Regions from separate parts of the Mus musculus genome. Here all the other regions are linked to region 1. The links are chromatin contacts, called in public ChIA-PET, HiCAR-type, HiChIP or PLAC-seq and promoter capture Hi-C maps. All regions are on one chromosome and are shown on one strand. Each heading gives the region's core, a stretch centred on a gene start, on an enhancer-like site or on the middle of the called end of the contact. The rest is flanking DNA. Distances are from core to core; before and after follow the strand shown.

Evidence for each region. Promoter capture Hi-C pulls out the DNA fragments that hold promoters and counts their contacts. ChIA-PET counts read pairs in DNA pulled down with a chosen protein or histone mark. HiCAR-type assays count read pairs that join an accessible place to other places. HiChIP or PLAC-seq counts read pairs in DNA pulled down with a chosen protein or histone mark.
Region 2: a promoter capture Hi-C map of liver shows a contact between it and region 1, with 5 times the contacts expected there. The contact joins the promoter of Neurl4 here to the promoter of Pelp1 in region 1. A contact is called at or near these places in 4 of 39 promoter capture datasets (embryonic stem cells, hippocampal neurons and liver).
Region 3: a promoter capture Hi-C map of liver shows a contact between it and region 1, with 2.1 times the contacts expected there. The contact joins the promoter of Slc2a4 here to the promoter of Pelp1 in region 1. A contact is called at or near these places in 3 of 39 promoter capture datasets (hippocampal neurons and liver) and 1 of 115 datasets of contacts at active chromatin or transcription factors (bone marrow-derived macrophages).
Region 4: a HiCAR-type map of astrocytes shows a contact between it and region 1, with 4 times the contacts expected there. The contact joins the promoter of Scimp here to the promoter of Pelp1 in region 1. A contact is called at or near these places in 8 of 39 promoter capture datasets (cranial neural crest, embryonic stem cells, hippocampal neurons and 4 more), 1 of 15 datasets of contacts at CTCF or cohesin (large pre-B cells), 3 of 484 Hi-C or Micro-C datasets (embryonic stem cells, large pre-B cells and pre-B cells), 6 of 115 datasets of contacts at active chromatin or transcription factors (astrocytes, bone marrow-derived macrophages, craniofacial prominence and 3 more) and 2 of 9 other capture datasets (adipose tissue and liver).
Region 5: an RNA polymerase II ChIA-PET map of memory CD8 T cells shows a contact between it and region 1, with 25 read pairs. The contact joins the enhancer-like site here to the promoter of Pelp1 in region 1. A contact is called at or near these places in 7 of 39 promoter capture datasets (embryonic stem cells, hippocampal neurons, liver and 3 more) and 9 of 115 datasets of contacts at active chromatin or transcription factors (bone marrow-derived macrophages, craniofacial prominence, embryonic basal ganglia and 5 more).
Region 6: an H3K4me3 HiChIP or PLAC-seq map of embryonic limb bud shows a contact between it and region 1, with 2.8 times the contacts expected there. The contact joins the enhancer-like site here to the promoter of Pelp1 in region 1. A contact is called at or near these places in 2 of 39 promoter capture datasets (the 3T3-L1 cell line and hippocampal neurons), 3 of 484 Hi-C or Micro-C datasets (the N1E-115 cell line, embryonic fibroblasts and embryonic limb bud) and 2 of 115 datasets of contacts at active chromatin or transcription factors (bone marrow-derived macrophages and embryonic limb bud).
Region 7: an H3K4me3 HiChIP or PLAC-seq map of forebrain shows a contact between it and region 1, with 3 times the contacts expected there. The contact joins the enhancer-like site here to the promoter of Pelp1 in region 1. A contact is called at or near these places in 10 of 39 promoter capture datasets (the 3T3-L1 cell line, the C10 cell line, cranial neural crest and 6 more), 4 of 484 Hi-C or Micro-C datasets (ECoMG-derived neutrophils, LSK cells, bone marrow-derived macrophages and 1 more) and 11 of 115 datasets of contacts at active chromatin or transcription factors (bone marrow-derived macrophages, embryonic basal ganglia, embryonic forebrain and 7 more).

The regions. Positions count from the first base shown.
Region 1 is chr11:70,408,571-70,411,852 of GRCm38.p6, forward strand. It overlaps Pelp1 (proline, glutamic acid and leucine rich protein 1), which reads right to left and starts at 1,461. Exons shown (of 17, transcript NM_029231.4): 1 at 1,194-1,461. The coding sequence starts at 1,442.
Region 2 is chr11:69,900,349-69,903,630 of GRCm38.p6, forward strand. Neurl4 (neuralized E3 ubiquitin protein ligase 4) reads left to right here and starts at 1,468. Exons shown (of 29, transcript NM_001013414.3): 1 at 1,468-1,837; 2 at 2,660-3,104. The coding sequence starts at 1,550. It overlaps 2810408A11Rik (RIKEN cDNA 2810408A11 gene), which reads right to left and starts at 566. Exons shown (of 9, transcript NM_001382461.1): 1 at 1-566. The coding sequence starts at 403.
Region 3 is chr11:69,946,397-69,949,678 of GRCm38.p6, forward strand. It overlaps Slc2a4 (solute carrier family 2 (facilitated glucose transporter), member 4), which reads right to left and starts at 1,794. Exons shown (of 11, transcript NM_009204.2): 1 at 1,553-1,794; 2 at 172-288; 3 at 1-62. The coding sequence starts at 1,585.
Region 4 is chr11:70,810,906-70,814,187 of GRCm38.p6, forward strand. It overlaps Scimp (SLP adaptor and CSK interacting membrane protein), which reads right to left and starts at 1,656. Exons shown (of 5, transcript NM_001045526.2): 1 at 1,571-1,656.
Region 5 is chr11:70,787,899-70,791,180 of GRCm38.p6, forward strand. Scimp (SLP adaptor and CSK interacting membrane protein) reads right to left here. Exons shown (of 5, transcript NM_001045526.2): 5 at 3,034-3,282. Among named protein-coding and RNA genes, the nearest start is that of Scimp, 23 kb to the right of the region's middle. Within about 2 kb of position 1,588, at least 82 of the 459 cell types and tissues checked have an H3K27ac peak or open chromatin away from gene starts, as enhancers often do. A contact at or near this core is called in bone marrow-derived macrophages, memory CD8 T cells, pre-B cells and 1 more, where this site is marked.
Region 6 is chr11:70,068,404-70,071,685 of GRCm38.p6, forward strand. No RefSeq gene overlaps it. Among named protein-coding and RNA genes, the nearest start is that of Gm32946, 7.6 kb to the right of the region's middle. Within about 2 kb of position 1,813, at least 28 of the 459 cell types and tissues checked have an H3K27ac peak or open chromatin away from gene starts, as enhancers often do. A contact at or near this core is called in embryonic limb bud, where this site is marked.
Region 7 is chr11:70,729,936-70,733,217 of GRCm38.p6, forward strand. Kif1c (kinesin family member 1C) reads left to right here. Exons shown (of 23, transcript NM_153103.2): 23 at 1-2,035. Among named protein-coding and RNA genes, the nearest start is that of Gm12320, 24 kb to the right of the region's middle. Within about 2 kb of position 1,461, at least 58 of the 459 cell types and tissues checked have an H3K27ac peak or open chromatin away from gene starts, as enhancers often do. A contact at or near this core is called in forebrain, where this site is marked.

The DNA of each region.
Region 1 (3,282 bases), core at 211-2,710:
AGCCACCCAATCCTGCCTTCCAGAGCCCATCCGAAAGCCAGCCATAGTAGTATAAGCATCTATAATCGCAGCGTCCCCTACTGAGAAACACAAGGTAAAACCAAAGAGCATCAACATAAACACTCGGGCTAGACAGTCCACCACTGGCAAGAGACCTTGTCTTGACACAGGAACCTTAGGACCTAAACGTTCCTATGACTTTGATGTGTGCACCGTTGCTACCCTTGGCCCATAACCACTAACATAAACACACATACAGCTGAACAAGATGGCGGATGCCCAGCCACAGGCAGCTGGATCTCGGGGAGTTCTAGGCCAGCCTGGTCTACATAGTTCCAGACCAGCCAGAGCCACATAGTGAGACTTTGCCTCCATAAGAAAAAAAAAAAAAAAAAAAAAAAGGCAGAACTTCACAGACTGCTTATGGAAGTGTGTAAGAAACCACATATCGAGGATGGCACTTGGGTTTCTAGCTTGTAGGAACTGAACGCATGTGAATATTTTGTGCACAGGCTCCTAACCAGGTAGACAACATATTGTCTACCGCCTACCTCACCAGCCTCAACTCTACCCACTCTCTTTAACCACCTAAACCCCGAACCCAAACATTGCCCTCATTTTCCAACCCGTCCTACACGAGTGTTCCTCTAACGTTTCAACTACCCCTTCTAATTTTCTTTCACTACCTAACCCCTGTTCATCTTAAACTCCAGGTCTTTTGGAGAAATCTCTAAATACTCTCTCTACACCGGTTTAGGAAACTCATACCAGATTTAGTTTCGTGTTATGGCATTTTGCTCATCGCCACTATGACTGGAATTGGAGCGCCGAGTAGGAAGGGGTAGGCCCTTGGCTGAGAGCTAGTAAATGTTTGTGTTCAATTACCCTGGGAAAACGCCGCCAAAAGAAGTTTCGCTGAGGACTGAACTAGTCAGGGGACCTGGGATGGAACCGAGCCCCTTCATTGCTTTGTGCTTATCAATGACCTAACAGAAAAGGGGCCTAATACTGCTCTGGGGAACGCGCAGGTAATGAAGTCTGTGGATCGCGTCCTCAATGGTTAAGTGGCTCTATTCTCCACTCTCGGCTCTCCTCGAGCTCACAGCTCCAGTGTCAGCTTCAGGAAGGCGGGACCACGGTGCCCAGCCGCCTCACCAGCCTTTCCACGGTGACCGCGGGAGCCACAGACTTACCTGCGCCCCACCTGCCGTCCCATGCAGCCTCAATAAGCACATGAGCCCGGGCAAATGCGGGGCCCACTGGATTGGGGGATGCACAGGGGCCACGGGGGACGCCGTTCGCGGCTGTAACAACCCGGAAATGCTCTCTAACAGCAGCAGACGCAGACGCGGGCCGGATCCCACCGCAGAGAGACCCCCGGGCCCGCCAGGAGCCCCAGCTGGGGAGCCCGCAGAGGCCCCACTAAGAACGGCCGCCGCCATCTTCACAGGCTCGAGCAATGGCGTGGCGTGATGACGCAAACATAAGTGCGACGCACGCCGCTCGGGGAGGGGTCTTGAGGAGGGGGCTGCGGCCTGCTGGGCTGGATGAATGAGGGCTGGCGCCCTGCGGCAGGAGGGGGCATGCGCAATGTGGGCGAGCGCCAGCGTTGGGGCGGCTTGCAAACTGCTAACCCGGGCTGAGCGCTGTAGGGCGGGGCGGAGGCGTTGCTGCGCAGGCCGGACACGTGGTCTGCAGGAAAGGCGCGGGAGTCTGAAAGATCTCAGTCCAGCGTGGCTTCTGGTCACCTTCTCCCTGGGCTTAGTAATCCTATCTAAGGAGCCAACCCCAAGTCTGAAATCTGGAACGTTCTAAACTGCTTTTCCAACAATGGAAAAACAAGCTCAAACAGTGCACATGCCACAAAGTAGCAGAGGTGTCACTCTGTCCCCAAGACACACCCACAGTCATTTGTGTATTTACATTACTATACACAGTTGTTTTGTTTTTTGAGACAGGGCCCTGGCTGTTCTGGAAATCACTTTGTAGACCAGGCTGACCTCCAACTCAGAAATCCACCTGCCTCTGCCTCCCTAGTGCTGGGATTAAAGGCGTGCGCCACCACGCCCGGCTAACCTATCACTTTCAAAGGCCTCAGCATTGCCTTATTTCCTCCCTCTGCAGTCTGTACACCACACAAAAGCCGAATTGGGCTTTTCTGATATAAGCCAGTTCTTTGTTTTGTTGTTTTTGCTTTTTAACAGGCTGGCCTCAGACATGATGTGGCAATATTCCTGCCTCAGGCTCACAAGTTCAAATGCTGACATTACAGATTGGAGCCAAGAAAGCTTGTCCTTCCCAGTTTAGAGTCCTTCTGTAGCTTCTAGAGATAAGAATATTAACTGGGTGGTGGTGGCACACGCCTTTAATCCCAGCATATTGGGAGGCAGACGCAGGCAGATTTCTGAGTTCAAGGCCAGCCTGGTCTACAAAGTGAGCTCCAGGACAGCCAGGGCTACACAGAGAAACCCTGTCTCAAAAAAACAAACAAAAAAAGATAAGAATATTTCCCTACACAGACTAGAATCTATACCACCTGACCTCAGGCTGTACAAGCACTTCTTTCTTCCTCTGGTCTTTTGTTGTTTTGTTTTAGGGGTGGAGAGATGTTTGAGGTTTTGTTTTGTTTTGTTTCTTCTCCTAGTCTTGGACTAAACTAGCCTTCTTTCTATCCTCCAGCAACATCAATTCCAAGGCCTTTGCACAGACTTCCAATTTTGCCGACAGGCTTGTTGCCATTCTTAGAAAAGTTTTTCTTCCAATCTCTATCACACACACACACACACACACACACACACACACACATACACATACACACACTTTTAAAGTCAAGGTAACCTCCCCTTGAAGGTAACTTCCTATGAAATTAAGGATGGGGTCTGGGGATATGGCTCAGTGGTTAAGAGCACTGACTGCACTTCCAAAGGTCCTGAGTTCAAGTCCCAGCAACCATATGGTGGCTCACAACCATCTGTAATGAGATCTGACTCCCTCTTCTAGAGTGTCTGAAGATAGCTACAGTGTACTTACATATAATAAATAAACAAATAAATAAATAAATAAATAAATAAAAATTAAGGATGGCATCAAATTTCTGACTCTCCTAGCTCTCCCTCCCAAGCACTGGGATCCCAGGCCTGTGCCACCACACCCAGTTCCCTCTGTGCTAGGGCTGGAACCCAGGGCCTTATGCATGCTCCGTAGGCATTTGACCAAGTGAGCTAAATCCTGGTCCTTATTTTTGACTTTTTCTTCCATTTCAATTGTGTGTGTGTGTGTGTG
Region 2 (3,282 bases), core at 218-2,717, 510 kb before region 1:
TTAGGATGCTCCGAGGCCGCTCCGTGAAAGATGTCCCGGAGTGTGTACTACTCTCCGAGCTGTACACTTTAGCCTCCTCCGGCCCGGGGGTGGACGCCTTAGTTGCACCAGTTCCAGTGCCAGGGGATGTGCTGGACCCAAGGCTTGCAACCTCCTGAAGTTGCGGAGCGGGTCCTGAATTGAGGGTCACTGCCCCTTCAGAGGGCTGAATTGGACCAGGACTGCGGACTACAGGGTTCCCGGAATGCAAGAGGGAGCCAGGACCGCGAAGCAAGGCTACTCCGGGGGGTAATCCGGTGTCTGTTTGCATACCTCTGGCACTGCCAGGTACTGCCCTAGAAACCCCCCCAGGGGATTCTGCACTGAGGCCACTAACAGGTGCGAGAGACTCCGGCTTCTCCATAGCTCAACTTGGTAACCACTTCAATTCCACTGCCTACCCTTCTAGCTGCACATAGCCCTGCCCGTTGGCCCTGCCCCCATCGCGGCGGGCGGTGGGCGCTGGGGGCTCCGGGTCAGACCGGACCTCCTCTGCCTCTTCTCCCTGGCGCTGAGGCAGGTGAAAGGTCGACTATCAGACTTCAGCCTGGGAGTTCCTCCGCACACCCTTCCCTTATTGTTACACCCCAAGACTTTCTTTGTCTCTGTAATTTGTTCCCGCCCTTCTCCATCACCGCCCTTCTCCGAATCAACCAATCACAGTCAAGGGGCCTGGCCAGCGGTGAGGAGCCTTGTGATGTCACAGCCCCGCAACACCAGGGAGAGCCTGAGTAGGGCTGGGTTCTGTTAATAGCTCTCAGGTAACCTCTCAGAGGTGTCCGCTCTGTCCCTTGAGATTACCCAACGGGACACCGCTAGGATTTTTATTAGTAACTTTTAAGATTTAAGAGTTTCATTGGCACAGAGCTCAAGTTGGCCTTGAAATGTGTGCGGGTAGGAGAGGTGTGATGCAAAGTCTGTGGGGCCGGAGCGGGGTGAGGTGCGAGACTGGGTCAAGGAGAGGTGTGATGCGTGATCGGATTGCGACATTTCCGGCCTCGGCACTGTGAAGGGCTGAGACTTGGATTTATAAAACTACTTTTTCTCTGTCCCGAAGATAGCGTTTACTTCCATCGCCTTAAAGCGTGCGGTGTTAGGGGAAGCCACCAGCCCTTGCGTTAAGGCGAATGCTCTAATATGTCGCTTTTCCCTAACAAGGGTTGGGTCCAAGGCGCCGGGCGACGTCGCAAAGTGTATCTGGGCGCCAGCACGCCTTCGTCGCAAAGACGCCTGCGGCGGGCGATTCTGCCATCCACTGTCGCAAAAGCAGCCCAAATCTTCCCGGCTCTCGTAGCCTCTGTCGTCCCGCTGGGCCGTAAAGCAGTCCCCCGACCCCGTCGTCCTTCCGTTCCCCTCGTGAGAGACCTCGGTTCCTTAGCTGCGGACGCTTCAGTGCCGTAAAGCACACCAGGCCCCAGCCCCCCGGCCGTATTCCCCCAGGGCGTCTGGCCGCCGCGGTTGCCACGGTGCCGCCAAGCGCGGCTGTCGCGCGGCCGCGGTATCAGCGGCGATGGCGGCGGGGTCGGGTGGGAGTGGGGGCTCTGGGGCGGGCCCCGGGCCAGGACCGGGGCCCGGCGGGGGTGGGGGCCCTGGCAGCAGCGGACCAGGCCTGGGGTCCGGCGGGGGTCTCGGCGGTGGCGGGGAGCTGCACCCGCGCACCGGGCGCTTGGTCAGCCTGTCGGCCTGCGGGCGCACGGCGCGGCGGCAGCAGCCGGGCCAAGAGTTTAACCACGGGCTGGTGCTGAGCCGAGAACCCTTGCGCGATGGACGCGTCTTCACCGTCCGCATCGACCGCAAGGTGCAAAGCCGGGGCAGCTGAAACGAGGTGTGGAGGGGAGTGGGAGGGGACGGGAGGGAGAAGCGGTAGGACTGCCAGAAGGTCTGCATCTCCAACCGAGCCTCCAGGTACCGATAGCGAGCCGGCACACTGTAGTGCACCGGGGAAGAGAAAGGAGAAGGACACGGAGCAGACACATTCATTCTGAAGGAGCATTCGTTTCCCGCAGGACAGGGAGCCAGGGTCCGGTGGTTAGAATGGCTAGTGAACACGTCTAGCACAATCTCTTAGGGATGGAAGACTGACAGGTGCCCGAGATGGAAGAGTAGAGAAATAATAAAAAGCGCAAACTGTTGACAAACGTCCCAAACCAGAAAGATAGATGAGGAGACATGCGAAAAAGGGAGTGTATGTGACTTGCTTGACTCCAAAACGAATTTGGAAAGAGAAGAGAATGAATTTGGGTGGAGCTTTGCCCTACTAGAGTATTGGGGTTGGGAATGAGAGTGATGTAGGAGAGCGAGCATTGTGGACCTAAGAAGCATGGGATTGGAGTGGCTGAGGAGCTACAGAGACTGGGAAGTAAGAGGAGATCGGGTTAAAACCAGGGCCTTTAACCAGCTTGTTCAGTGGGTAGAGGGGGTGATGTGCTAAAACACGTGTCAGCAGACACAGATGCTGAGAGCCAGTGGGTCCTGGTAGTTATGGAGGCTAGTTCCAAAAATTATTTGTGTGTCTATGTCAGTGGCCTCAGAGGACAGGGTGAGAGGCACACGGTGCTCTGGAATGTGGCCTCTGGTGATGGGATTTCATACAGAAACTCTGTCCACCACCCTCTCATAGGTCAACTCCTGGAGTGGCTCCATTGAGATTGGAGTGACAGCACTGGATCCCAGTGTGTTGGACTTCCCGAGCAGTGCCACCGGGCTGAAGGGAGGCTCCTGGGTAGTGTCAGGCTGCTCAGTGCTGCGGGACGGGCGCTCTGTGTTGGAGGAATATGGCCAGGACCTGGACCAGCTTGTCGAAGGGGACCGTGTGGGTGTGGAACGCACAGCCACTGGGGAGCTCCGGCTCTGGGTAAACGGGCGGGATTGTGGTGTGGCAGCCACAGGCCTGCCTGCTCGTGTCTGGGCTGTTGTGGACCTTTATGGCAAGTGCACCCAGATCACTGTGCTGCCCTCCGAGCCAGGCTTCAGCCCTCCCACTCCTGTCCCCACACCTCCCCTTGAGCCCTTGGCCCCTCCAGAAGATTCAGCCCTGTTGGAACAGGGGACCTCTGTGGATGAAGGTGAGAACACAGCTTCGGGGAAACATGAGTTTTGGCTGAAGAAATGGGGCGAAAGCAGTCACAAGTCAGCTGGGGGAGGGAAGGGACCATTGAGCCCAGAGCCATTACAGGGGAATAGAGGGGTTAGAAGAGATGGTCTCCTGACTGGGCCCTGAAGCATGAGCTGAACCCTATTCCC
Region 3 (3,282 bases), core at 544-3,043, 460 kb before region 1:
GAATCCGGTCCCCCAGGACCTTGCCTACCCAGCCACGTTGCATTGTAGCTCTGTTCAATCACCTGGTTGCGAGGGAGGGGGGGGAATATGGGAGTAACTCTAGAGACCTTTCTCTTTCCACTGCCTGATATACCCCGCCCACCACACCCCAACAGCTGGTAGGTCACTCACCTTCTGTGGGGCATTGATAACCCCAATGTTATAGCCAAACTGAAGGGAGCCAAGCACAGCTGAGAATACAGCTAGGACCAGTGTTCCAGTCACTCGCTGCCGAGGGGGTTCCCCATCCTGGACAGACAGAAACAAAGGAAGGTATGTCATGTAGAGTCATGTTTGACTTCCTTCAGGGGCCCAGGCCTAGCTGCAGCATGAAGATTCTGGGCTCCATCCAACATACTGGATGAGAGAAAGTGGGCCATATTAGGAATTGTACAAAGATCTCACTGTAAACAGAACGCCACAGGAACCTGGGCATGTAGGAAAAAACCGATCTCTGTGTCCACACCACAGGCAAAAGTTTGAGGATCTGGACCTCAAAATTCCCCTGTGACCTTGAGACAGACTCAAGACTTGTGTGACCTTGGGTAAGTCACTTCCCCACTCTAAACTGAACCTGGATTTCCTCTTCTGTCAGGTGATATTGCCTCCCTCGGCTACCTGTCAGTCTGTGAAAACACTTGAAAAATCAAAATCAACTATAACAGTATCCCAGACAGTGCCTGTTTTATAAACTAATATAAATAATGTTTTAACATCACCTCTAGCCCTTGTCTCTTCCTTCTGGAAGTTCTCTCAGCTTGCTCCAGTAGGCCGTAAACAGGCCCAAGAATGGCTAGTCCAGAAAGGGCGTCTGGGTCATTGCTTTGGGGTAGCCTTTTAGGTCTAGGCCTAGCCAACCCTCAGCTCCTAAACTGGGACCAAGTACTCGGGGATGTGAGGGGGGATTTTAGCAGGGAGAGAGAGCCATGCCCAGGGGAAGAGGAGGGATGGTAGTGAGTGGTGTGAGGGGCGGTGGCAGTGGTGGCTACTGCTGGCGGCACAGTCTGTCTCCAAGAGGAAACCTGAGCTGGGGGGGGGGGCTGACACTCCCCTCTGCCCCTCCACCCACCGCAAGGCCGAGAGAAAGTTCAGCCTCCTGGAAGACAGCCAGCAGTGGGGGTGGGGCCCCCGAAGTGCTCGGGTCCTAGAAACACCGTAAATCTGAACAGCTCCGGGAAGGGAAGGCGAGACTCTGGATCTACCATTCCAAATAGAGTCGTGGGCAGAGTGTCACCCCATGCAGTGCACAGTAGGCTAGGAGACAAGTTCTGGATTCCCGAGAATCCAGTCTCTCAGCCTGGGCGCGTAAAGAGTCTCTCGGACCCACTCTGTCTCTTGGCGGGATTGGAATTTGACAGTCACGGGTTGTCTAGGCTGAATATAAATAGCCAGCCCCCCATCTCCAACCCCTGCGCCTGCGCAAGAACCGCCTCCTAGCTGACCCCAACCCCAAACTCAGCCCAAGAAAAACTGGACCAGATTTCCCAATTCGCCCCGGTATGCTGAACCTTACGTCAGAGCCGATCTGCTGGAAACCCGACGGCATCTTGTTTTAAAAGAAGAAAAGACTCAGGCGCTGCAATAAGAAAAAAATGAATAGGGTATAGGGTCCGGGCCTGGCCGGCACGAGACCCCGGCGTTCGGAAGCCGTGTGCAAAGGGCGGGTCTGGTGGGACTCACTGCCACAACCCACGGAACCGGAGAGCACCAAGGCTCTCCGGGATCTAGTGAGACCCGCTTGAGGGGGAAAGATGCGGAGAGCTGAAGCCACCTCCCCACTCCCGCCCCGCCATAGGACACGCCCTTCACAACACCCATTGGCCAGGAGCCCGCACACCCCAAAAGGCCACGCCCCCACCCCTAGCCCTAGTGCTGGCTGGGGAGACACGCCCCTAAGGTTCCCGCCTGCTTCTGAGTTTTCAAAGTAGGGTCCTTGGAACAAAAGGCTCTTCCCGCCATCCAAAATCTTGGACTGCGAAATTTCTGAAAGAATTGAGTGCAGCTGGTCCCCCTGAAAGGTCGAAGAGGAGGGTATGGGCTACATGTACTTGCCAGGGTACGGGGTAACTCCAGCAGGATGACATAGAGCCCGCGTGTGTGTGTGTGTGTGTGTGTGTGTATGTGTGTATGCCCCGAAGTAACCCGGAGTGGCTATTTTTAGTTCCCACGTTAGGCTCCGCCAAATGTCAGGTCCCGGGTGTCCCAGCCTGTCCCAGGCGGGGGAGGGCAAAGGAGATGGAGCCTTAAAGGGTCCGCGACACGCTTCCCACGAGGAGATGATCCAAGGGACCAATAACTTCCGTTCCTAGTGTATCTGGAGACCATGCCTGATCGTCCTTTCTTTCCACGCATCTCTGGGCGGCGCGCTGCCTACTGGCCCATCCCCTCCACATAGTCTCTACACTGGTTCTTGGAGGGGACCCAAGGGACAGGTGCTCACGCCAGTCACACCACCCTCCCTGAAGTCCCTGAGCCTCCAGGCATGTGCTGGCCGCGTGGGCGACAAGCTTTCCAGAGTCAGCTACTGTTTTGGGTCTACAGCTGAGAGGGCACGACCTAAGCACGTCCAGGGAGAGAGCTGGCGAAGAATGTGGAGAGAGAGCTCAATTCAGAAAAAGGCCCAAGAGAAGTGCAAGGCTTCTGGCGCCACCTAGAGGGAGAGCGAGGAACCTTAGTGGATTGCACCAGGGTAGCTAACTTCTGGGGTGGCTCTCTTCTATTAACCCTTCCCCTGAGAGCTCAATAACCTACAACCCAGCCCTCTATGGAACGCCAGACCTGAGTCTAGCTGCCGCCAGAATGGTACCGTTTATATGACGAACACGTACAAGTATGGACCTCCTTCAAGTTCCTTTTCCCAAGGAGCTAACCAGTCACTTTCATGGTGTCTTCTCAATGTTGGTGTTTTGACTTCTCTTGCACATTGGTTTTCTTCATCCGTACCACTACCACTTTATTCTGGACTATCCTGTCATGACTGCTTTTCTTGCTTCTCCTCTTCCCTGAAGAGGAGGGTGGAGGGGCAAGAAAGATGGCTCAGCAGATAAAAGCATTGACTGCTCTTCCAGAATCAGGTTTGATTCCCAGCACACATGTGGAAGCTACAACCATCTGTAACTTCAGTTCCAGGGGCTCCAACACCCTTTTCTGGCTTCCACTGGCCCCAGGTACACATGTGGTACACAGACATATATGCAGGCAAAATGCCCATTCACATAAAAAATAATAATTAGGGGCTGGTGA
Region 4 (3,282 bases), core at 406-2,905, 400 kb after region 1:
ACTCTATAATGACATGGTGGTTAGTATTCCACTAAAAACAGTATCAGGGTGGGCAGTGGTGGCACACGCCTTTAATCTCAGCACTTGGGAGGCAGAGGTAAGTGGATCTCTGTGAGTTCAAGGCCAGCCTGGTCTACACATCAAATTCCAGAACAGTCAGGGCTACTACATAGAGAAACCCTGGCTGGGGAAAAAAAAGATGTCAGGTCAGAATGCGAATCCTGTAGAACTAACAAGGCGAGGGTACTTATGCATAATGAATGCCTGTCTCCACTGATATTTAACTCTGTTATGGCTAGCTCTGATGCCTGCATGTGTTAACACAGTGTTTGGGCCAATAACTGGACTGGCAGTTGCCCACACTGTCCTGCTGCTTGCTGCATGTGTGTCTCAGCATGACAGCTTAGCAAGCCGGGACGGCCGCACATTAATCCTGAGTCTGATTTATTATATCATAGGACTCAGTTCTATCCATACATGCTCAGTCCCCACAGCTTATTGCTTATCTAGCAGATTTGTTTACCTACAGTTAGGAAATACATCTATTTGCTAGGAAAAAAGGAAACAGGAACAGGGGAGAAAGGGAGGAAAAGGGGAGGAAGAGATAGATGTAGGGAGAAGGGAGGAGAAGGAAGGGAGAAGGGAGAAGGGGGAGGGGGAGAGGGGAGAAGGCGGGAGGAACTCCATCCTGACACACTTCTGGAGATGCTGATCCTCCCACATGGTCTATGGCATAATACAGGGATTGAAAAAATGATTTCTGAAGAGCTAGTGACATGGCTCAGTGGTTAAGAACAATGACTGCTCTTTCAGAGGAGTCCCAAGTTCCGTTCCCAGCACGGTGTTGTGGCTCACAACCATCTGTAAGTTCAGTTTCAAGGATCTGATGGCCTCATCTCTCCTCCAAGGACGCCAGGCATGTATATGATACGCAGACACACATGCAGGAAAAATTCCCAAACAGAGAAAGGAAAATATTTTCTATAAGAAAAAAAAAAAAAAAGAATTGAGAACATTGATTTCCAGAGGTCAAAAGCAGAAGGCTCCATCGAGGTCTCACGCCAGCTGAACACCTCTGAGTCCCGAGGCTTCTGAAGGTTGGCAAGTGCCTTATAAATCCCAGACACCAGAGGCTGAGTGCCAAAGGCACCGAGAGGCGTGCTGTTCTGATTCTTTCATCCAAGAGCACTGAGAGGTAGCCAGCGTTTACAATACACAGTACAGTGCGGGTCCTCTACCAATCAAATACCAGATATTACAGACACTATGCAGATAGCGATAATTCCTCACACTTCACACAACTCACTCCCAACTGTGACTTCATCCTTCCAGGTAAACTTGCCTTGCCTGGCACACACACTGGAGGAGTAAGGAGATGGCCAGCGTCACTCAGCAGCCACGCCAAGTGAACTCTTCCAGGCCACTCTTTCTCCAGTTGTACCCGGCTGTGTACTACAGCCTCGAGCGACAGTCCCCTCAGCCTGTGCCTGTGGGGTTGCCTATTTGGCCACACGTCTAACAGCAACATGGACAGATGACTATGGTGGGAAAAGCAAGTTGAAGCACTTACCTAGACTGCCGGGGTGTTCACTGGAAGCAGCTGGGGAGACAGCTGTGGACTGAGGGTGTTACTCAAGCACAACTGGGGAGAGGCTTGATCGCCCACATACCCTCACTCACCCTTGGAGGCTGCAGGCACTAGCCTGACCACACTTCCTCTTTCTGGTCCCCATTCTAGTGAAGCTAACTACTCCAGTTTTGTTTTTTGTTTTTTGTTTTTCTGTTTTTAAAAGCTACCTTCCCACTGCCCTTCGTGGCTCCAGCAGAGGCCCATGAAGGCTGGTCGTGGTGTGGAAGGGGGTCCTGAGAGGAATCAGGCTCCAGAGTGAGTGAGTGAGTGAGTGAGGGGGTTGCCCCAGGGGAAGTCTCCCTTAAACTTTCCTGGGCATGGTCATGTGGGACTCAAGAAGAGAGAGGGGGGCCCTAGGTCTACCCAGAGATGCATGGTGGGAAATGGAAGACAGATGCATCATCCCGCAAGTGTGGCTCTTGAACCCCTGGACCTGTTGGCCCAACTTCTGTTTAGAGGAGTCAAGGAGACTCTAAGAGAGTGTCTAAGAGAGCATGGTGGTGATACCTAGAGGGTAGCCTAGGCTGTTCTTGAACTTGTGATATTCCTACTTCTGCCTCCCAAGTACCAGATTACAAGTGCATGCTGTGACACCCGGCCAGTGGACAGTGTTAATTGAATTGAATCATTTCCTACCACACTGTGAGACAGAGTTCCCAGTGATGCTCATAGCCTCTAAAAATGGAAGTTTGGGGTGAGGAAACAAAGAAACTGCCTTGTAGAAGTAGCTGCTTGTGGTGAGTCGTCACTTCATGGCAGCATGGATGTGTGTGAGATGCCTCTCCAAGGGAGGGGTGCGCTGGCACTCAGGAACAATGATGACAACTAAAGTGACTGGGGAAGATTCCCCCACCTGCCCAGAAGATACCCACAGGTAGCATTCACTGGTGTTTACGGTGTAAATATTCCTACCATGGTCAATTTCAAAATATCAACATGGCATCCAGGAACTTGGAATTGGGAGGAAAGTGCACAAGGCTGCTCTCTCTCCCAAGCCTTCTGGGCCAACTGCATTGTATTGTTAGGAGCCACTGTTGAGTACTGCTGGGGGCTAGGACTCTACCAGGGTTTCACTTTCCTGGTCTCAATAGACCTTCACTTAATTCGATTATTTCCTTTGTTTCTTAGAATACTGAAGCGTGTGGAGGTTCTGCCATGGAACCAGTTTTTCATGGTGACCTTCAACTCAGATCTGTCCACACCAAAGGCAAAGCTGGTGCTCTTCCCTACTCACTTAGCTGAAACTTAATTGCTCAAAAATTGTCCTAAGCTAGGCATGGTGGTGCATACCTGTGATCCCAGCACTGGGGAGGCAGAAGCAGGAGGATTGCTGCTAGTTCAGTGTCAGTACGGCTATGTTGTGAAAGCCTGTCTCAAAACAAACAGAAGCCCTACCTTTCAAATAGCAAATTTAAAATTACCTTCTGAGAAGTTAGCCAGAGCCGGGCAGTGGTGGCACATGCCTTTAATCCCAGCACTTGGGAGGCAGAGGCAGGAGGATTTCTGAGTTTGAGGCCAGCCTGGTCTATAGAGTGTGTTCCAGGACAGCCAGGGCTACAGAGAAACCCTGTCTCGAAAAAACAAAACAAAACAAAACAAAACAAAACAAAACCCAGGATAGCCAAGGCTACACAGAGAAACCCTGTCTTGGA
Region 5 (3,282 bases), core at 338-2,837, 380 kb after region 1:
TGTGGGCAAGAGTCCTTCCACCTCAGTTTCCAATGATGCCCCAGAGATATCCTCAAGGCCAGGCAGAGGAGCTGCATCAGGGAATGGATATCAGAGTGTCCTGTCTAAGGTACAGCCCAACACAGCCATGTAGAGAGAGAGGCCTTCCCAAGACTCCAGAATTGTACAGACACCAGTAGCTGCCTGAAAGACCAGTATATCCTACAAAGCCAAAGAGCTATAGAAGAATAGGAAGAACTCTTAACCATGGAGCCATCTCCCCAGTCCCTTAATTTTGTTTGTTTCATAAAGAAGACCAGACTGCAACTATTACCAAGGGCGCACCATGGAGGTACTGGAGAGATGACTCAGCAGTTATGAGCACTGACTTCCAGAGGTTCCGAGTTCAATCCCCACCAGCCACATGGAGGTCCACAGCTGTCTGTAGCTCCAGTCCCAGGGGACCTAACGCTGTCTTCTGAAGACACTGCACACATATGGTATGCATGCAGGCAAAACATCCATACATACAAAATAGATATAATTTTTAAAAAGGAGAAAACTATGGTTCTGTGATTTGAGGCATGAGTTTTCAAAACTGTTGAGGCAGCCATCCATGATCTGTTTCAAAATGATATGTCAGCACTATTGTGGTTACCATAGTTATCCAGGGAGTGAGCTCAGGATGGGCCCTACCTTCTTATTTCTGGACTCTTTTAAATCAGTGACTATGTAGCTGGTCACTTGGCTTGGGCTCTGCTGTGTGACTAGAATATACACTAAGGTCCTATGACGTCTTGATATGGTTAATGTTGTCACACAGATTGGCAGTAGAAAGCACAGTCTTAGTACATGAGCCTAGCTCAACTCACAACAAATTTATAAATGTCCAAAAACTTTTATTCTACTTTTTTGCTGGCAAATAAACTGGTTGTTATATTTCCCTGTGTGTTTGGCATTCAAAAATATATTTATTAAGTGCCTTCTGTGTGCGGGGGCTTATTATGGACACTGGGAAAATAGAAGCTCTCCCTTAAGGAGCCTCATATTCACATGGCTGCAACCCGGACTCATTTGAGAGAACAGCTTGAGAAAGGGTCTATCTCAGCTTGTGGTTCCAGTGAGTTCAGTTCATGGCTACCTGGCTTGTGTTTCTGGGCCCGTTGTGAGGCAGAACACGGAGGCCGTCTGAGTGCATAGGAGAAGTTTCTTCAGCACAGGGTAGCTAGGAAGCAGAAGGAAAGAGAGAAACAGACAAGAGAACCCCCAGGGCAGGACACAGCCCTTGACACACCCTGGCTACCGACTTCCTCCTGTTAGACCTCACCTTTTAATGTTTCTAGGCCCTCCCAAAATAGAACCACTAGCTGGACAACACATATCAACACATGGGCCTCCCAGTATAGGGAGAACAGAAAGTTTAGGGCCTGGAATTCATTCATTCATTCATCCATTCATTCATTCGATCATTGAGCATACTTACTGACCATCCTCAGCATGCTAGGAACAGGGAAAACAAGGAAGAAGAGAAGGCCTGTCTCTGCACTGGTGTTGCCTTTGTTCAACTGGAAATGAAAGTCACATGAGCAGATCGTTCCGGATATAAGAGTTATGAAGGGGAAGCACCTACAAAGGCCACCACCACATCGGGCCGGTGAGGAAAGCACAGTGCCTAAGATGCAAAGGAGGGGAGGAATATTGCGTATAGCAGGGACAAGAGAGACCACAGCAAAGGTACTTACAAGTAGAGGAAAAACACTGGGGAACATGGAGGTTGCCAGGAGGAGGTAGTGTGTGAAAAGTTAGCCAGTAATAAAATCCTGACAAATCTTGTAAGCCATATTTAAGAGTTTGGCCTCTGTCTGAGGCTAATAGGTAAAGATGAGCTTTTAGCAATGGGAAGAAGTATTCGGTTGCTCACTTTCAAAAATCACCAGCTGCCAATCAGTGTTTTGGAGTCTGAAATACCAGAGGCAGGACACTGGTTAGAGGTTCTTAAAGTTCTCTTTGGGAAGTGCTGGCCATGGGCTGACTGACCTCAGAGTGATGGAGACAGAGCTGATCTGACTGAGGCACAGTCAACAGGAGGTGGGGACACTGGCAATAAAGGATGCAAGAAAGGACCTAACTTCTGCCCTTAGCAAGGGAGGAAGTAATCTAGCACGAGAAGTCAGGGGTGGGGATGTGTCATCAGTTATCCATGGAATATGTTGAATTTGAGGATCCCGTGGGATAATCAGATGGAGGTGTCCTGCGGGCTCTGCAACCTGGAACTGGAAAAGAGGGGTTGAACTGGAGCCTGTGGTTGGGAAGTTGCTAGGGTAAAGGGGATGCTGAGCCCTGTGGTATTGGCAACATCACTCAGCAATGCTGAGAGGGAAAGAGGAAACAACAGCACCCCAGGAAAGATAGGATGGAAAAGTAAGGAATGACCACTAAAGATGTGATAGTGAAAGCTACAGAAGGGGCATTAAGCTCTGAACTCTCGTCTTGAGTACCCTGCTGGAGGGTGCTGGCTGGACACTTCCTGGGGCAATCTACTCTTCCTGGCACAGCCAACATACCCACTGCCAAAGAAAAGCTAGCTGGGGGCAGAAGTCAGAAGGCCACTTGAGTCCTCTGTTGATCATTAGAAATGGTGTCTGAAAACACAGGAAATAAACTTGTGTCAGAACTTGACTCTTTGATGGGTTTGGTCCACATTCTATAAATATCCTGGGGGTTGAGGTGTGAGTGGGTGGGGCAGCGTCACTTTCTCACCTTACAGACTCAAAGTGTCTGCGCATCACAAGAGCCCTCAGCTATAAAGACAAGTCATGGCTTCTAGGAGGTTCAGGGGTGGGTGGGGCCTGAGAGAAGGGAGACAGGCATCCTTAAGGTGTGGCCTACATAGGGATTGAGAGCTGGGAGGCTCCACACAATCAAACACCAAGACTATGATCCCTAGCAGTCTCTCAGCTTAGGGGTCTCAACCCCCTTAGGGGTCAAATATCAGATACCCTGAATATCAGATATTTACATTACAATTCGTAACAGTAGCAAAATTACAAGTATGAAGTAGCAACAAAATAATTTTATGGTTGAGGATCACCACAAATAAGGAATTGTATTGAAGGATCCCTGCATTAGGAAGGTTGAGAGTCACTGCCTTACAGCTACATTCACCCAGGGAACGAAAGAAAATGTTGAGAAATGAGTCAGTTCTCACAGGCCCAGTGGTCTGCACTAAGGAAACTTCCTCCACAAAGGTGCCAAGGCCACATCCTCAGAATCTTGGGGTAGAGCTTCTGCAGTGTCAGAAAC
Region 6 (3,282 bases), core at 563-3,062, 340 kb before region 1:
GGCAGTAATGATCCCTCAGGAATGAGTTTAATTAGGAGAAGGGAGGGTCACAGCTGGACGTGGGGGTGCACACCTTTGATCCTAGTATTCAATAGGGTGGATCTTTGTGAGTTCAGTGCTAGCCTAGTCTCCATGGGGAGTCCTAGGACTGCCAGGGCCACCTAGTGAGACTCTGTTTTGCAACAAAACAAAACAAATTCCAAATAAATAAATAATTAATTAATTTAAATTTTAAAAAAAGAGAAGAGGGTCTCAAGACCGTGAGAGTCCTGATGGGGCCTCTGAGAGGGAGGGCATTGGAAGAGGAATATGCAGTGTATCAGAAACAGCATACATAGCAGGACCTTAAAGGAAGGGAGAGAGGTGAGAGGTTGCCCTTTAAACTCCCATTAGAGATTCATTAGAAGGGACAGCTTGAGACAAGGGAGGGGCCATCAGGACAGGATGACATGAAAACCCCCCCGAGCAAGGTGGGGGTGTGTGTGTCTCTGATTTTTATAGTTTTGGAGGTGCTAGTGAGAAGTTTTACATCACATGATTTAGTCTGGGCTAGCTCACACACCAAAGAGCGTGGAGGAGCCAGGTACTGCTTAGGATTTTTTTTTTTAAAGATTTATTTATTTATTATATGTAAGTACACTGTAGCTGTCTTCAGACACTCCAGAAGAGGGAGTCAGATCTCGTTACAGATGGTTGTGAGCCACCATGTGGTTGCTGGGATTTGAACTCCTGACCTTCGGAAGAGCAGTTGGGTGCTCTTACCCACTGAGCCATCTCACCAGCCCTTAGGATTATATTTAAGCTGCAGGGAGGTGTGTCTTGATTTCTTCAGGTGGTGGGACTTGTCCTCTTAGAGTGACCAGAGTCTTAAAGGGACAGGCCGATGATCTAACAAGTTCCAGTTCCAGAATCCTCATTAGATTAATTAGATTCCTCTTTGCAAGACTGTAGAGTTGGCCAAGAGGCCTAGCACAAGGATGGTCCTTTCTCTCCAAATCAGCACCCATGTGGCGGGAGGGTTGGCAATGAGTCCACGGACTGACTGCTTTGCAGCAACTTTTTAAAAGTTGTTTTAAAACAATGTGCTATTTTAAGCCAGTTGTAGTGAGACAACCTTTAATTCTAGCATCTAGGAGGCTGAGGCAGGAGGATCTCTGTAAGTTTGAGTCTAGCCTGGTCTACATTGCCAGTTCTAGGCCCACCAGGGCTACACGGTGAGACTATGCCTCAGGAAAAAAAAATTATTCTTAGATAAAGTAACTTGGTTCCACTCTCACTAAGGATCATCTGCAGTTTCCAGGTTGTTCTGAGGTGGAAGTTCTTCCTCCTGGAGGGGCTCCATTCCTCCAGGTTAAGCCCCCACGGCCAGGGCAGTCTGCATTCCATCGTTCCGAATGCAAGCAGGCACCTTCCCCAAGCACAAGCTATCGGTGTTTTCCTTCTGTGCAGGGTTTTCTAGGGCAGTGGAGAGGGCAGCCGTACTTTGATTGGGTTTTGTGTTTCTTCTCATCTTCAAGCTCCATCTGCCGTGTCCTGAGTGGAAGGCTTCATTGCCAAAGGGAACCGTTCTGTCCCCAGTTGTCTTCACGGCAGGCTTGCCTTTCCTATTCTTGGGAAGGAAAAGAAAACCAGGCACACACCTGAAAGCCAAGGCGGATTCTTTAAGACTCAGCTCTTTGATCTAAGAAGCAGAGAGCAGTTTTTCTTGGATACTGTTTAGAAACATAATAAAATTTCAATGTCCTTCAGCTAAAGGTCGTTTCCCAGTTGAACAATAAAGCGTGTTGTTCAAGGGCGCCACTAAATCCTTAAGCAAACAAGCACCCTGGCTAATTGTATTTTTATTGCAAACATTTAATGACCTGGAAAAACAGAGCGTCATACTCTCACTGGTGAAATAAAAACAGATTTGTTTCAGGAACAAGTGAACTCTTTGTTAACAGCACTATCTGGGTTTGGAAAGTATAAGGAATATAGAAACACAAAATCTAGTGGGCTCAGTAGTTAAGAGCGCTTATTGCTCTTGCAGAGACCCAAGTTCAATTCCCAGCACCCACATGGCAGCTCACAGTCATCTGTAACTCAGCTCCAGGGCATCTGATGCCCTTTTCTGAACTCTGAGGGTACCAGGCATGCATATGATGCACAGACACATATGCAGGCAAAACCCTAAAAGAATAAATAAATATTTATTTTATAATTTTTTTAAACTTCTCAAAAATGATGGTGATGTAAACACAGGAGCTGAGATGGGAGAGACATGTTGATGAGTCTCACTGAAGACACCCTGTGCTATTACCTTTGTTGGGCCTTACCGAAGCTCTGAAGGACCAAATGATGACATCCATTTTAAAGAAAAGAGGAAATTCACTTACTGAAGGTCTGTTGCCTATGGTTGTACACAAGCTGTTCCCTTAGCTGCAAAGGGAAGCACAGGTTCAACCATAGACGACACAGGTTCCTGGTGTTTCATGTACACTGCTTTAACCCTTACTGTGACCTTTCTGGGTAGACCAGATGGCTAGGATTTTATAGATGAGCAAACTGAACCTTGAAGAGATGGACTTGAACAAGGCTGTACCGTGGCAGGGACCACATGGGAGCGTTTCTTACCCTCTGCTCTGATGACAGCGTCTGAGAGGGGAAGTGAAATATGTTTTCCTGTTGCACACAGGATTGGACTCTCCTGCTTGGACAACTGTACAATTGTACAATTGAGTTTATATTTCTTTTTGATATCAAAGGTAATAGTTTTAGTGATTATTAACTCAGATAAGCAGGAAGCTCATTGCCCCAGTTCTTGGAAGACTGTAGAGATTTACATAGCTTAAAAAGGTCAGACCTGCCTCCAGATGCCCAGGAGAGAGAGATCTGGACGATCAGATCAGGTTGACAGTGGCTCCATTTTCTACTGTAAACAGGACCTGTTGGATGCGCGCGGCTGATCCTGGCATGCTGCTCTGCAGTCTCTGAAGTGTCTCAAGCTTAATGGAAAAAAGAATGGATATCTATCCCTCATTCCCTGTGGAGCTCTGTTCCCCAAGCACCAGATGCCTGGACTGTGGGAATGTCAACACTTAAAAGTTTCATGCAGTGTACATGAAACACCAGGTACCTGTGTCGTCTATGGTTGAACCTGTGCTTCCCTTTGCAGCTAAGGGAACAGCTTGTGTACAACCATAGGCAACAGACCTTCAGTAAGTGAATTTCCTCTTTTCTTTAAAATGGATGTCATCATTTGGTCCTTCAGAGCTTCGGTAAGGCCCAACAAAGGTAATAGCA
Region 7 (3,282 bases), core at 211-2,710, 320 kb after region 1:
CATTTTGAATCCCCACAGGAATAGGCAGATCTCTGAGTTGGAGGCCAGCCTGATCTACAGAGTGAGTTCCAGTGTAGCCAGGGCTACACAGAGAAACCCTGTCTCGAAAAAACAAAAAAGAAAATCACTTTCTAGCTAGGCAGGTATGTGTTGCCCTTCTTTGAATGAAGCATTGGGATGCTGAGACAAGAAAATTGACACAGGTTCAAGACCAACCTAAACTACACAAGACCTGGTTTTAAATGATCACACTTCCCACAACCCAAAATGGTTAAAACTTTTAAAAATAACTTAGATGATGAATGTGAGTGTGGGTTTGTGTGTATGAGTACCATGCCAGTGGAGGACAGAACAGTCTCATCTACATGGTGCGATGCTGGTATCCAACTCTGGTTCTCTTCAAGAAGAGAATGTACCTTTAATCACTGAACTGTCTGCTCACCCTAGAGTTTAAAAAAAAAAAATCAATAATAAAAATTCAGAAAATTCGCTGCCTTTGTCTTTAACTCTAGTTTGAGTAGCACGCTTAGGGATGCCACGTGAGAAGCTTGCAGGTTCACCTGTATCAAGCATAGCCCTGAGCTTGCTGAGTCCCTGAGTAACTGTGCTTTTATCTTGTTACTTAAACTGGGCTGCTACTCTGCAGGGTCCTGAAGCCAGTCAGAGTTGTGCAAGCAGACAGATTGACCCAGATCCTCCGAACTGACCCAGGGCTCTGAGCAGGGCTAGCGTGCCGTTTGCAGTTGGTTTCTTCTTCCCTCTGCTACTGGCTACCTTGATTTTGACACTTTTGATTGCTGGGTTTCCAGAAGCCTGTTGACTGTGACTCGGGACCTGGAGTGTAATGGCTAGTTTGGTAGCAGTGTTTACTTGAGCGGGTTTATGATGTGGTTGGGGAGAATAAGTGTAAGCAAGAAAATGATAGAGTCCAAAGGTCTCTGCAGTCAGGGTGAGCTGTGTGGTGCAACGTAGGAGAGTCCAGATGGGGGGTGGCGGGGAATGCCAGTCTCAGCTACCACTGGGTGACCTTTCTCTAAGGACTGTATCATGTAAATAGGTACTGCCTTTAAAAAATTGAATTCAGTCTTCCACTTCTGTCTTTAACAATGCGAATAGACGGGATTTTATTCAGAGATTTGCCCATGAGTGTCATGTACACGTGCCAGCCTGTGCTCTGCATCCCGTTTCATCCTTAACCCTGCTCCCATTTCAGATGGGGAGACAGGTTTGATTGGAATGAGTTGCCTAAGTGTGTAGTTCTTCGGTGGTGAAGTTAGGGTTCTAACCCAGGCTAACCTGGACTTCATCCAGCCCTCCAGGACAGGGGTATTGTTCTCTCCAGGGGCCACACTGCCCTGTCCCTTGGATCCTTCCAAGTGTATCATAAGCCTGCCCCTAGCTTCTGGTCTCTCCTGCTTTGTGCTATGAACGAGTGAGTGAGAGCCGCTATTTCAGGAGCCTGCTCTAAAATCAGGGGATGTTGCCTGAGCAGTTCTCCGGCTTTCTGGCCCTCTCAGTTTTGGCACTGCTACAATGTCTCCCTTGGTTTCCCTGGCAATGCAGTTTGCTTTTCTTCCTTTGCCTCTTCAGAGGTTTCTTCTGGTTAGTTGTACAGACTCGGGTGTCACCTGAGCTTTTTGTATCGTGAATACATTTAGGGATCTTCTGCTTCTTTTTGTCCCCCATATTTCCCATCCCTTTATACACTAGGTTTGGTTTGAAATTCTTTTCTCTTCTTTTCTTTTTTTTTTTAAATGGGGTTTTGTTTTGTTTTAGGTAGGAGACATTTATATAGTCAGATTGGCTTCAAACTTGTGGTTTTCCTACCCCAGCCTCACAAATTCAGGGATTATGGAGGTTAACTACCACGTCTAGCATTCTTTGCTGATGTTGTTTGTTTGTTTGTTTGTTTTTGAGACAGAGCCTCTCTGTATAGCCCTAGCTGACCTGGAATCTGCTATGTAGACCAAGCTAGTCTCCAATTTTCTTGTCTTCTGAAGGAAGCTGAGATTAAAGGCATGTGTCATTACTCCTGGATGCTTTGCCCTTTATTATTATTATTATTATTATTATTATTATTATTATTATTATTATTATTATTATTGGGATAGAGTCTCACTATGTATCCCCCTGGTACTGGCCTAGAACTCTTTATGTATACCATGCTGGCCTTGAACTCATACAAGTCCACATACATCTGTCTCTCAAGTTCTGGGTTAAAGTATGAACCACCATGCTTAGACCGACTTTATTTTATCTATCTATCTGTCTGTCTGTCTGTCTGTCTGTCTATCTATCTATCTATCAATCTATGTTGGTTTTTCAAGACCGGATTTCTCTGTGTACCCTTGGCTGTCCTGGAACTCATCTTGAAATCAGAAATTCCCCCTCTCCTTCCCCCCACCTCTGCCTCCTGAGTGCTGGGATTAAAGCATGAGCCACCACTCCTTGGATCTCTGATTTGTTTTCAAACAATCCCACTGTGCAGCCCAGGCTGACCCAGCCTGGCCCCAGTTTTCAGCAGCTGTCCTGGCTCGGCCTCCTGAGCTTGTACAGTTGTGCAGCCACTGTCCCAAGCCAGAGGTATTAATGAGGCAGCAGAGTGCCTAGGGTACCAAATCCGTGCTAGTGAGTCATGCTCCTTTAAGTAGGAAACTGAAAACCAGCCTGCCTTGGGTAGGGCTCCCTATAGTTTTATGGGCATATGAAGAAGACACCATGGACTCGGGTTTCCAGAGTCTGTGTGAAGGAGTGAGGTGATAATACTGATGCGATTGGTCAGAAAGGGTGGCACTCAGGATCGTAAGAATATACCCATAGTTCTGAAGCAAAACAGTACCAGGTAGCTGGTGACATTAACTCTTTAAAAGGGCAGGGCAGGGGCCAGTGAAATGCTCAGCAGGTAAAGGGACTTACCTCTCAAGCCTGATGACTTTCACCCCAGGAGCCTCATGCACACAAAGTAAAACGATTTCATTGTTCTGCTTGTTTTTCAAGACAGGGTTTTTTTGTGTAGTCTTGGCTGTCCTCGAACTAACTTTGAAGACCGCTTTGGCCTCAAACCCACGTCTGCCTCTGCCTCTGCCTCCCTAGTGCTTCGATCTGGAGTGCGATTAAAGGTGTTCACCACCACTGCCCGGCTCAAAATAAAATTTTACTGTAATAAAAATATCTGGGGAGTGGTGATGCACGCCTTTAATCCCAGCACTCAGGAAGCAGAGGCCGACTGATCTCTGAGTCTGAGGCCAGCCTGATCTACAGGATGAATTTCTGGACAGCCAG